Regions from separate parts of the Mus musculus genome. Here regions 2 and 3 are each linked to region 1. Evidence: chromatin contacts called from public promoter capture Hi-C data. All regions are on one chromosome and are shown on one strand. Each heading gives the region's core, a stretch centred on a gene start, on an enhancer-like site or on the middle of the called end of the contact. The rest is flanking DNA. Distances are from core to core; before and after follow the strand shown. Region 1 overlaps Gm40687 (a long non-coding RNA gene). Region 2 has its middle 8.0 kb from the start of 4930533K18Rik. Region 3 holds the start of Ank3 (ankyrin 3, epithelial).

Region 1 (3,652 bases), core at 1,105-3,604:
AAGGGTTCAAGTTGTACCACATCAAGAGTTGTGCAGTGTTTAGCGGTCATAGATAGCACGCCCACATCCTGTTACTATCCCCTGTGGGAGTTTGAGATTTCCCCTTCAGCAGCAAGATTTTTAACCATAAATTGACCCAGGAAGGACTGGAGTGACACTGTTGTTTGTTTGTTTGTTTTGTTTTTTTAATGATCCCCAAAGGCATGTTTTTCTATTTCTTTCTTAAAATTCTCTGTCCCCCTCTGAGCCTCCCAGCTGACCATAGACACTTTCCTTAACCCTCTGGCTAAGATAGGTGTGTAGGACCTCACAGCCTTCCACATTGTGCTGTGAAGGATGTAGGGAGCATGATCGGGCCACCTCTCCATGAAAGGTCACCTCCATGTCTGTGTGTCTTAGGAGGGTGCTATTTGAAAGGGTAGCATGTGAAAACCCGGGAGATAGATGAGTATCTTTCTACATAGGGTCATGAAACAGGTCTTGGGAAAGGCTTTCTAGTATAGGTTAAGAGGACACAATTTAAAACAGATCTGCTTCTCCCCCACTCCCTGACCTGGCCACAGCCATACCTTCACCCCATCATTCAGCTTAGTACAACAGAGACCACCCAGCCTAGGTCAGATGGTTGTGAATGGTCACATGGGTGCTGGGAACCAACCCTGGGTCCTCTGAGAAGAGCGGCAAGTGGTCTTAACTGCCGGGCCATCCACCCTGCCCCATCTCCACCCGTTCCAGTGTCCTCTGTGAGGATGCCTTACTTGCCAGTGTTGAGTTCTGTGACTCACTGGCTGAGGCTGCCTCCGAGTCTGCTCCCGCACCAGGATGGGAACTTGCAAGTCCTGAGTTAGACATCTCAGCTCCCAACTTCTCTCCTGATGCCAGGACTAACAGAAGATCTTAGGTACTGTTCAGAAGCTCAATACCTTCTTCCCATAAACCTCTAGCCTCTGCCCCTCAGACATACGTACGTGTGTAGACGTATAGATGTGTAAAGCTACAGATGGTGCACAGACATCCGACCTCCTGAAGTGCCTCACGCTGACACACCCTCGCGGAGAAAGGACCAAATTCCGTCACTGGCTCCCATTGATGAACATCTCCCATAGAACCCACATAATGAGAACTTTTATGCTAAGGTTGGGATGTCAGGTAAAAGCTTAAATTGTTTCCCTACAAAATTGGACTTTAAAGGCTTTTGATGCCTTAACGGAAATGAAAAATACACTTAGGAACTCTAAGTGCTGGGGCCACCGGGTGGGAAGGACTTTGTATTTCTGAGGTACTCTATTTAGCAAGGCCTCCCAAAGCCACCGTGGCCATGGGGAAACTTCTGCTCTGGCAGCCATAAGCCTCAGTAAAAACTTGAAGCAAAGAGCAGACTCAGCTTCATGGGGTCATCTCTCCTGCAAGACCCGGCAAAGTCAGGGTCTGGGGCTGATTTTATTTCCAGTCTGAAATTGCAGGTGGCTTATGACTCAGGGGACAGGGGTGTGCAGCATACAGAAAAATCATTGAGGGAGAAGGAGGGGGCATGTGTTGCCCAGCTCTGTTGATGAAAACCACTGTTCCTGTCCCTTGTTGGAACATGATTGAGGAACCTTCTGTGTGTTCACACGTTGTCCCCATGCATAGAAGCCAGAGGAAAACTTGGGGTGTCATTACACAAGCGCCATCCATCCACCTTGTCTTCAGAGACAGGTCTCTCCTTGGCCCGGAACTCACCAAGTAAACTAGAGTGGCTGGCCAGCCAGTGGAATCGGCTTGTCTAAACCAACCCAGAGTTGGGACACCGATCCCCTGTGTGAGTTCTGTGGTTCAAACTCAGGCCCCCCAGCTGCAAGGCAAGTACTTGACTGACTGAGCCATCTCCCTAGCCCTCACACTCCTTCCTTGATACAGGGATTTCCAAGCATATAAGGCTTGGAATAAGACAATATTATTGTATTGTCAAGCATAGTAGGCTGCAACCAGCCTTATCAGACTTTATTATCTTTACATATTTGCTTATTTTTGTTGCTTGTTTGTTTTGGACTGGTCATGGCCAGAGCTAACTCCAATGGACAGACCACATACATTTAGGCTTAGGACAGGATTCTGTCTAAACGACAGAGGAGCAGCCTGGAATTTATGCTTCCTCTTTGTTCCGGCTGTAGTCACTACAGCGACTGAACTCTCCGCAGGCAGCTCGACCCCTAGGAGACGGTGCATATTCAGTAACAAATCTCATTTCCTCTCAGACTAAAGGCGATTACAAAAGCCAGCTGGTCCTTCCAGGCTGTTCTGCTAGGTGAGACCTAGATGCGGGAGGCCATTTTCGGATTTTTCACAAGTACCACAAGGTGGCGCAAGAGTACAGGGAATAACTCTTATGCATGCAGGGCTCGCCCTATGGAGAAGACCGAAGGCAAAGAAGCCCCCATCTCAGGTGGCTCGAAAAGAGGCCTGGGTAAGGCCTCAGCTCACTACGCATCTCCACCTATCCTCAGGAACCCAATGGCGCCTGTGTTCAGGAGCTCAAGGGTGCAAGTAAACTATGCCTGAGTCTTCAAGGAAGCTTTAAAGAGGGGTAAGGCTCAGCTTCCATGGCCAAGGCAGGGCTAACAGGCCAGGTAACTAATATAATTGCACCGGGAGCTGAGCCAGCTAATATGATTTTGGCACAACCTGCACACGTTAAAGGCTGGGAAGGTTGACAGAGGAGTGGGGGTGGGGCGGGAGTTGGGGGGCGGGGCACCAAATCCCCAGAAAGCTGGGAAGGGAGGGAGGGAGGGAGGGAGGGAGGGAGCGAGCCTTCCTCATAGGCCTGTGGGGAGGGGTCACCACATGTGGCCTCTCTGTGCTCTCTGGATTTTGAGATAGACTTTTAAAAAGTCAAAGTCTCTCATTAATCATCAATCTCATTAATTAGTCATATACTGATTACATGTTTAGCATTTTGTGCCTCTCAAGCAAGATGAAACAGCAAAATTAATTTCTCCTGTTTCTTTTCTTCTAAGAAAATGTCTCGCTGTATATTTGGTACATGTACCTTCTTCAGATGCTGCCATTCAATGGTGCTTGAGAAATACTGAAGTGCTTCTGGTCCACTGAGGAAAAATAGAGTCTTTAGTCCCTCGGCTCCCGTGTCCCGACTGCCTGCCTGAAGTCCTATCCAGTTAGGCTGGGGGCCTCTTGGTTCCCTGTGCCCATTCCAAGGTGCCCACAATGTCCTGGACCCCAAAGAGGTTGACATTCTTTTTATTGGGGGGGGGGGGTTCAAGACAGGGTTTCTCTGTATAGCCCTGGCTGTCCTGGAGCTCACTTTGTAGACCAGGCTGGCCTCGAACTCAGAAATCTGCCTGCCTTAACTCCCAAGTGCTGGAATTAAAGGCATGCGCCACCATGCCCTGCTGAGGTTGACATTCTTGGTGGTAGCAGCAGAGCCCTGAAGATAAATGTCAGGCTCTTGCTTGGGACGCCTTCCTTAACCTCCGAGGCTGCTGCAGAGGGAGTCGTCAGCTTTTCCTTGCTGGGATGAGATTCCTGAGAGAAATGATTTGGTAGCCTAACAGTTTCAGTGCCCTTGGCACCCTCCCTCAGACTACACAGGACACCCCTGGAGTGCACACTGCATTCTGGGACTCCACACAAAGCCCACCTCCAGTCCCAGCCT
Region 2 (4,057 bases), core at 81-2,580, 560 kb before region 1:
CACCCCCAGGTTCCAAGCCTGCCCCTGGTACTTCACTTCCTAACAACCATCAATCAGGAGAAAAGCAGAAGTTAAGTTTATGGTTTGCTCCCAGCACCAGCCAATTATGTTAAAGGACAATAACATTCTGTAACACTCCCTACCCTCATTCCCCCCACCACCCCTTCCCGGAATCAAATGTGTGCCAGGCTAGAAACTCCCTTGCTGGTTTGCTTGCCTCTATAGATACTGGCAGGGAAACTGGGCTGGGGCAGCTCCACCTTCCTGTCCTTCCAGTTTTGTTGAACTTAAATAAAGAGCCCATAATGTGATTTGTATTGGAGTAGGCTCCTAGTTGGTCTTTTGTACTGTTACATACACAAAGCTTAAGGATGATTGAACTGATGAAATTATCAAGAGATCAAAAGCTATTAAAGTAGCCCTTGTCGTGTTTTATAAAAATAAAGAGGAGAATATGTTTGGTGGATGTGTAGTTGGGTGTGGGGGAAGGGCATGCCTCTGAGGGCCCATGCTGAGGCATCCCTTCCCCTAAGGGACCAGCCACAGACTGTATAGTATAGAATAGAGTTTATTCAGAGCACGGGACGGAGGAGTTGAGGGGCTACAGGCAGAGATAGGTAGGTAGGGAGAGAGAGAGAGGGGGGGGGGGAGGAAGACGAAGAAGGGGAGGAGGAGGAAGAGGAGAGGCCGGTCATGAGCACACGGAAAGAAAGGGGGGTGGAGGGGAGAAAGGGAAGAGGACAGAGCAAGACCAAGAGAGTAAGAAAGAGAGGAGGGATGAGCAGCCCCTTTTATAGTGAGTCAGGCACACCTGGCTGTTGCCAGGTAACTGTGGGGCTGGCAGAACCAAGATTAAAAGCCAACATCCCTGCCCATCTGGAACTTTCTGCAGCTTATATTCCATTACTAAAACCGTGCAATTAGCATGTCTGTCTGTCTGTCCATGAGAAATGCCCAGAAAAATTAACAACCATCAGCGGGTTTTTTTAGCACTTGTGTTCCCTCACAGAGCACACACACACACACACACACACACACACACACACACACACACACACACATACATTCACTGGCAGGGGTCCATGAACAGGTGTGTTTGTACGAACCATGTGTTTATAAGCTTTTTCTAAAATGACAATTTTGAAGTGTAACAGATTGACTGGAAGGGTAAGCTAGCAAGCGAAGAAAACAAATCAGGCATCAGAAGCGGAAATAAATTGCTGGCAAATCTGAGAGTAAATGTCGTTCCTGAGACCCAGAGTGTGGAGGGAGGGGGATGGGACGAATTCTGTTATTTGTCTCCCTGCCAGAGTGAATACAAGCAAGAACCGCTGCTGCTTGGCCAGATGGAGAAATCATTGTGCCCCTGACAACTCTGCCTCTGCTCCTGGTTGCCTTGGTGACAGAGAACTTGTAACATGTAAATGAGGTGAAGAGAAATTAGTGGGAAAACAGGTGGCCCAGCTAACTCTACCTTGGGCAAAGGCAGGGAGGGAAGTCAATACTGGAGGAGACCAGGAGCCAGGAGCTCACTGTAAGGAAGGGAGGCATGGGGGCTGCCTCTTCAGAAACATCTTGGCGAGGCCAAACTTTCTACATCTCCTATTATTACATCTACTCAGCCTCAATTTAGATAACCTACAACCTCGGCACCCGGGTCCAGTCTGACATCGGAGGGAGGACCCAGTAGGTGTATGAGCAGAAGAAATTTAAAATCATTCTTCTCACACAAAGGCAAGGCATTCTGACATGCACCTGGCTCAGCACCAATTTCTACTCAAATCTCTGTCCCTCCATCCCCCCAGGGATGATAGCTACTCGCCATTTGAACATGAAGCAAAAATGTAAAACAAGATATTTAGCAGAATCTGTGAACGTGGTTCTGTCTGTCCAAACTGTCCTGATAAATGCAGGTCTCACAAGCCACAGGGGTAAGATTTAAGGAGTGGACATTTTATCTCCATTATAGGGAAGGCTACACACGAAACTGAGTCTATCTTCCATACCTGGAGGGAGCATCAAGTTAGAGGAGCCACAGAGGGGTCTGTGCAGAGAAAGGAGCACTGTCTCCAGGGTTGGAGCCATGAGAAGCCACGGTGTGACAGCTCTTTTTAAAATCTGATTTCAAATTCAAAATGCAAACTTGGCTTTGCATCCTGGAACAATGTATCTGGTAAACTGTAATTTGGATGTCTCAATGTTGGATTTCCAAATCTCTTAAAAAAATGTTTCAAGGGCAGGTTGGAAGGATTAAAGGACGAGGAAGATGGGAGGGAAAGGCATCTGTTTTTAATGTTGATCTTCTGCCTTGAGGACGGAGCATCTGGAGAGAGTGGGAAAGAAGGAAGCACGCAGACTGTGGACCAATAATGTTAGGAAGCCAATGATTTTGTTCTGTGGTTTCATGTCAGGAGGATGAAGGTGAGGCTGCCCGGGAGAAACAGGAAAGAAAGTCCAGAAAGGGGTGCCCATGAGGACGCTGGCCTTGTCATTTTCAAGCAAAGGTAGAAGATCCAGGCATGAGCCCAGGGACTATCAGCAGCTGCTCCAGAGAAACAGCACACTAAGCCTTGCAAAGCTGTGACCGATTTTCTGATTCCTTAGCATCCTGGGTCCTTACCCAAATGGCAATTGCCCATAGGAAGGACAGAGGAGGAAGGACTCATGGACACAGTCACTGCAAAACATGGGCTGCGCTGATGGTGTACACTTTAAGAAATGGGTGTCTTTTTTATTTAATAACCTGTCTCTGTTTGTCTCTGTCTGTGTCTCTGTCCTTCTCTCTCTGTCTTTCTCTGCCCCCCCCCTCTGCCTCTGTCTGTCTCTGTCTGTGTCTCTGTTTCTTCTGACTGTCTACCTCTGTTTCTCTAACCTACTTTCTTATAAACAGTGTTGATAACCTAAAGATAAAAATCCTTAGAAGCAAACTGGTCAGGGAAATTCATCCTTATTGATTGATTGATTGGTCTGTTTCTAGACAGGACTGGCAAAAGGCTTTGTGTGGCCTCATCTGTCCTAGAACTCATCCTTACTTCAGCTAACCGGAAGCACTCAGAAGCCTCAGGTGGAGCCTTGCTTTCCTTAGCAGAGGCAGAAGGAAGCAGTGTGGACTGAAAACTTGGCTCCAGAGCCTTGAGCTTCGGCTAGAAATCAGCTTTCGTAGGGTGGCCATCTTCCTTCTTGCTGTGTAGACAGAGCATGACATACTCACCTTCCTGGCTGAGCCTGAGATAAACTTTCACGGACTTTTCCACTTAGAAAGCGCTGTAGTTTAGCACTTAATGTTTCTATAAAACTGTGTAGATCTTTTTAACTAGAGTGCTGATAAACATACATCATTTAAGTTATAAAATAGTTTATATTTGAATGATTCTGACTTCGTTTGTGAACATATATATTTGTTGTGTGGTATATCTATGTGTGTGTGTTTGTGTGTGTGTATGTGTATGTGTATACATTTGTGTATGTTTATATGTATTTGTGTGTTTGTAAGCATGTATATTTGTGTATGTTTATGTATATGTGTTTTTGTGCATGTTTCTGTATGTACATGTGTATTTGTGCGTGTTTGTATGTGTATTTGTGTATGCTTGTATATGTATGTATATGTGTGTAAGTGTGTGTACCACAGCATGTATGTAGATGTCAAGAGGACAACTGGAAGGAGTTGGTTTCCTCCTTCCATCATGTTGGTCTCTGGCTCACCTTCAAGTTGTCCAGCTTGGTGGCAGGAGCCTTTACCTGCTGAGCCATCTCTTTCACCCCGTAATTGCTTTACTTCTGAGATCTTTTTCTGTTTTAGAGAACACTGTGACTATTGAACTGTTGGCCCTTAACGTTTTCTTTTCTGAATGTGGACTCTGTGTATGTTTGTTAGTTTTCATTGTGGCTAAAATGTCTGTAGTATCTGTTACATTTTGAAAATTATTTTTTTCTTTTAAAAAAGCTTTATCTTTTATTTTCTGTACAAATGCTTTTCTTTTTATTTGTTTGGTAAAAAATGTTTTCAATTTTATAAATGCTTCTGTATAAATGTATTTATTTATTCATTCATTTA
Region 3 (3,904 bases), core at 567-3,066, 760 kb after region 1:
TGTTGAACGGCTGCCCAAGAATGTTGGCATGTCCCCGAACATGCCTCAGCTGAGCCTGCTGGTAGCAGCTCCATTAAAGTATGTCTTATTCAGAGGAACCTTTTTCATAAATAGTAAGTAGGCTATGAGCATTTTTTGAAATGCTTGATCGATTCAAGCAAGGGTTGCAATCTTTCATGTTCTCTACTATACCCAATCATTCCCTGGGCGTCCACTGGCTGAGCATACATCACATTGGGAGGCAAGGAATCATTTTAAAGAGACATCAGCAGATATATCAGACCTGGGCATTAAAGCATAAAAATCTAAGAATTCGAACTGAAGACGCAGAGAGCCCATCACCCATCCTCCTTCAACAAGCCATGAGCTACAGTCCTGTTTCAAGGGACCTGTTTTTCTTTGTTCCAGATGTATCTAGCCTTGCCTCTGGTGGCACACCTTAAATCTGAGACAGTTTATGAGCCACAGTGGGTTAAAAAAAAAATCACAGTCCCGCATCTGAGAATCACCTTTCTTTCCCATTTCAAAATGAACAGAAAAGTTCAGGGCACATCTTAGGATGACACGCACATTCGTGACACCCAGAATGAATCTACAGGTTTGCTGCAATCCTCTGCCGCTCTTTTGACAAAACCTCAAACCGCGTGGAAAGCAGAATGAATCCCATGAACTGAATGGATCCTGGAGACATATGGCTGACAGGCAGCTGGGCTGAATGCAGACCCGAGATTTATCCGCCATCAAAGGAATCGATAATTAAAATGGAGCTCACCTCCATGCTGGGTTTTTTTTTTAAAGTCTAACTACAGGTTTCCCCAAGTTTGCCTAAAATATATATTAAAGCTTAGCATCCATAACATAAGAATATTCATTAGTAATTGTACCCTACCGATCACAAGCATGGGGAAAATTCAAAAGGTAGGGGAAACACACCCACTCACATAATTAGGACATATGTTTACTTAATGTTCCTTTCATTGCTATTAGAGGGAACACTAGCTCAGCAAATCCAAATCACAATGTTTTAACTGTTTCAATATTGTAGCCATAGACCCCAGTCGAGGTGTTTGCCAGCAACCCAGAACACACCCCATTAACAGGGGAGAAAAAAACAAAAGCAATTCTTGCTTCTAGTGGCTTCTTTCTCGGGCTAAAGACAGCTCTCTGGAAAAGGCAGCCTCCAGATCACCTCCCGGGAGCCGGGAGAACAATGAAGAACGTGTTGATCCTGCCTCTTACCTTTTTTCCTTTCCTCTTCCTATGAGCAGGCTTGGCGGGCTTCTCCTTTGGCTCTTCACTCATCTTTCCTTGAGATCAGGGGAGTTGAGACGAGGCAGGAGATCACCTTCCGTGTTCCCACATCCAAACCCACGGCAAAGAGTCACAGCATTGAGACCAAAGTCCATTTAGGGAACTCCCCAGGCAGAGCGGCTGCTTCAAGCCAGCCCTGGCTGCTGTCACGGGCAACTCAGCTCGCCTCAGGGAGGAACTGGGTGTTCTCTCCAGCAAAGCCCTGGTTATTCCTCCAAAGAAAAATCAATATTCCAACCCTTTGTTTTCTTCCTTCCTTTCTTCCTTCTTTCTTTTTCTTCCTTTCTCTCTCTTTTTATTTGTTTTTTTAGCCAGTCGTTACCCCGAGAAAAGATCTTGACAACATTTCAGGGCTTGCTTCTCCACGGTGATTCTAGCTTGGAAATGGTGAGAGAGAGAAAGGGGGAGGCATACGTGCATGTGCGCTGCACACACACACACACACACACACACACACACACACACACACACACACAGGAATAAGCTAGACTGCTGACGAATCTCTGAAGCGTCCCAGGGGCTGGCTCACTGCAGTTTGCAAGCTGGGAAGCCAAGCCGAATGTAAATGCTCTGAGATCAAGCCTCCAGAGGACACATGTGTTGAAAGCATTGGGTATACCCAGGAGGCAGCAGTGGGGGTGGTAACGAGAGATCGGGTTACTGGTTCGTGAAAACACACACACACACACACACACACACACACACACATTCTCTCTCTCTCTCTCTCTCTCTCTCTCTCTCCCCCACCCCCAACCCCAACCCCATGATTAAAAACAATAAAGAGACCTGTTACTACAGAAGACAAAGCTGGATTCTTACCCAGTGAGGTGGTTTTTGTTGTTGTTGTTTGTTTTGTTTTAAAATGTAATTAGCAAAAAATAAATAAAATAAAATAAAATAAAGTTTGCAGATTGCCTAACCAAAGCTATGGACTTCTAATGAAGAATCTGTCACACGGAGCCCATACCTAAGTTGCCAGTACCACATTCAAGCTTTGGTCATGAATATATCAAACCAACCATGAAAAGGAGCCCTCCAGAATATTCAAGAAATCCAAAAGGTTCAGCCCCTGGCTTTTTCTGTGCCAGAAACATCCTGTGCTCCTGGATAAGGCACTCAGGTCAGTGCAGGTCTCTGGCCACATTACAGCCACCACAGGGTCCCCAAGCACACAGAGGCACACACTCCTGCTCTGGGCCACCAAGATTTTGAGAGGTCTCTGGGTGACTTCACTCCTTTGTGGAAAGTCTCCAAAATGGTCCACGCATCGGAACACAGCTGATTTACTGTCGGGTGTGGTCGCTTAAGCATCTTTGGAAAGTGTTAGGAATCCATTCTTGTTAGGAAGGAATAAGGTTCTGGGTCCCCCCCCCCCAATCCCGGCCAGATCACCTTTAAGATGGAAGCAGGTCCCTTGAGCTAAAACACATGTACACTAGGAAGGGAGGAACGAGCGGGAATCCAGAGAGGAGGCTGGCTCAGGGAAGTGGATTTTAATTAATATGATCAAAGACATACAGGAGCGTAAATGAGACCCAGAAGGCCAGTTTTCAGTGAGGTACATGGAGCTATTTAATACTGGAGACACAATGCTAAAATACTGAAGCCAAAATCACCATTTCTCATCTATCATTTAAGCAGGGTTGTACCTATGTTCAACAAATCTGGACTCCCCAAGCGCCACCCCCCTAAAAATGAGTGAGCATGAGGGCAGCTTGAGACAGCTCTGTCATGGACACCAGGGTTACAAGTGCTTGCTCCAGCGACCCATGGAGATCCTGCGCACTGTGGGTTATTTAATGGTTGTTCTGCGGCTGCGCATTACAAACAGTAAACCACCACTCAAAGGCTGGCAGGGAGCATTGATGGCGGTTGCCCCACCCCTCCGTGACCTGGGGGTTCCTTCAGCTTTGAGCAGCTGCTAACCTGTCTCTCCCGTTTCTGCTGCTGTTCTGGAATGTTTCTCTGGCAGAGTAATAAAAGGTAGAAAAACCATTAACACGGTAGGATGGTTCCTTCAAGTTTTTCATTAATTCAGTGCTTGCTCATCTTCAGGACCGGGCAGTCTGGGGAATGATAGTAACGTCCCTGGGTTGATCTGTCCCTGACTGCAGTGAGATGAGCCTGGGCTTATTTGCATTATGCTCTGAGGGAGAAACTATGAAGTCGGTGCTTTGTATGAATTCTCCATAAACTGAACTATCCATGCAGGTAAAGTCAAGTCTGAATATCCCATTTAAATCTTCAACTCTTCACTCGACAAGCCACAGAGATAACCTACCTGCTCTGTCATTTTACCAGAGTACTACTGACATTTTAAAAAAAAATTTTTTTTAGAAACTTATTTTATGTGTACGAATGTTTACTTGAATGTGTACCGCATGCATGCAGTGCATAAGATGGCCAGAAGAGGGCGCCAGATCCCCCCCTCAAACTAGAGTTATTACAGGTTGGGACCCACCATGTGGGTGCTGGAAATTGAACCCAGGTCCTCTGGAAGAACAGTCGGTGCTCTTAACTGCTGAGTCATCTCTTCAACACCTTCCCTTCTAAGAAAAGTCTTTGTTTATGCCTAATGTCCTGAGTGTAGGAT

What was found. Promoter capture Hi-C pulls out the DNA fragments that hold promoters and counts their contacts.
Region 2: a contact with region 1 is called in a promoter capture Hi-C map of hippocampal neurons, with 2.3 times the contacts expected there. The contact joins two enhancer-like sites. A contact is called at or near these places in 3 of 39 promoter capture datasets (the 3T3-L1 cell line, embryonic stem cells and hippocampal neurons), 3 of 115 datasets of contacts at active chromatin or transcription factors (all in embryonic stem cells) and 1 of 9 other capture datasets (embryonic stem cells).
Region 3: a promoter capture Hi-C map of hippocampal neurons shows a contact between it and region 1, with 4 times the contacts expected there. The contact joins the promoter of Ank3 here to the enhancer-like site in region 1. A contact is called at or near these places in 2 of 39 promoter capture datasets (the C10 cell line and hippocampal neurons), 1 of 484 Hi-C or Micro-C datasets (embryonic fibroblasts) and 1 of 9 other capture datasets (embryonic stem cells).

Annotation. Positions count from the first base shown.
Region 1 is chr10:70,295,688-70,299,339 of GRCm38.p6, reverse strand. All of the region lies in intron 2 of Gm40687 (a long non-coding RNA gene), which reads right to left. Among named protein-coding and RNA genes, the nearest start is that of Gm33704, 4.1 kb to the right of the region's middle. Within about 2 kb of position 2,354, at least 37 of the 459 cell types and tissues checked have an H3K27ac peak or open chromatin away from gene starts, as enhancers often do. A contact at or near this core is called in hippocampal neurons, where this site is marked.
Region 2 is chr10:70,858,649-70,862,705 of GRCm38.p6, reverse strand. No RefSeq gene overlaps it. Among named protein-coding and RNA genes, the nearest start is that of 4930533K18Rik, 8.0 kb to the left of the region's middle. Within about 2 kb of position 1,330, at least 38 of the 459 cell types and tissues checked have an H3K27ac peak or open chromatin away from gene starts, as enhancers often do. A contact at or near this core is called in hippocampal neurons, where this site is marked.
Region 3 is chr10:69,531,620-69,535,523 of GRCm38.p6, reverse strand. Ank3 (ankyrin 3, epithelial) reads right to left here and starts at 1,816. Exons shown (of 43, transcript NM_146005.3): 1 at 1,240-1,816. The coding sequence starts at 1,302. Gm51806 (a long non-coding RNA gene) reads right to left here and starts at 1,234. Exons shown (of 2, transcript XR_003949008.1): 1 at 1-1,234.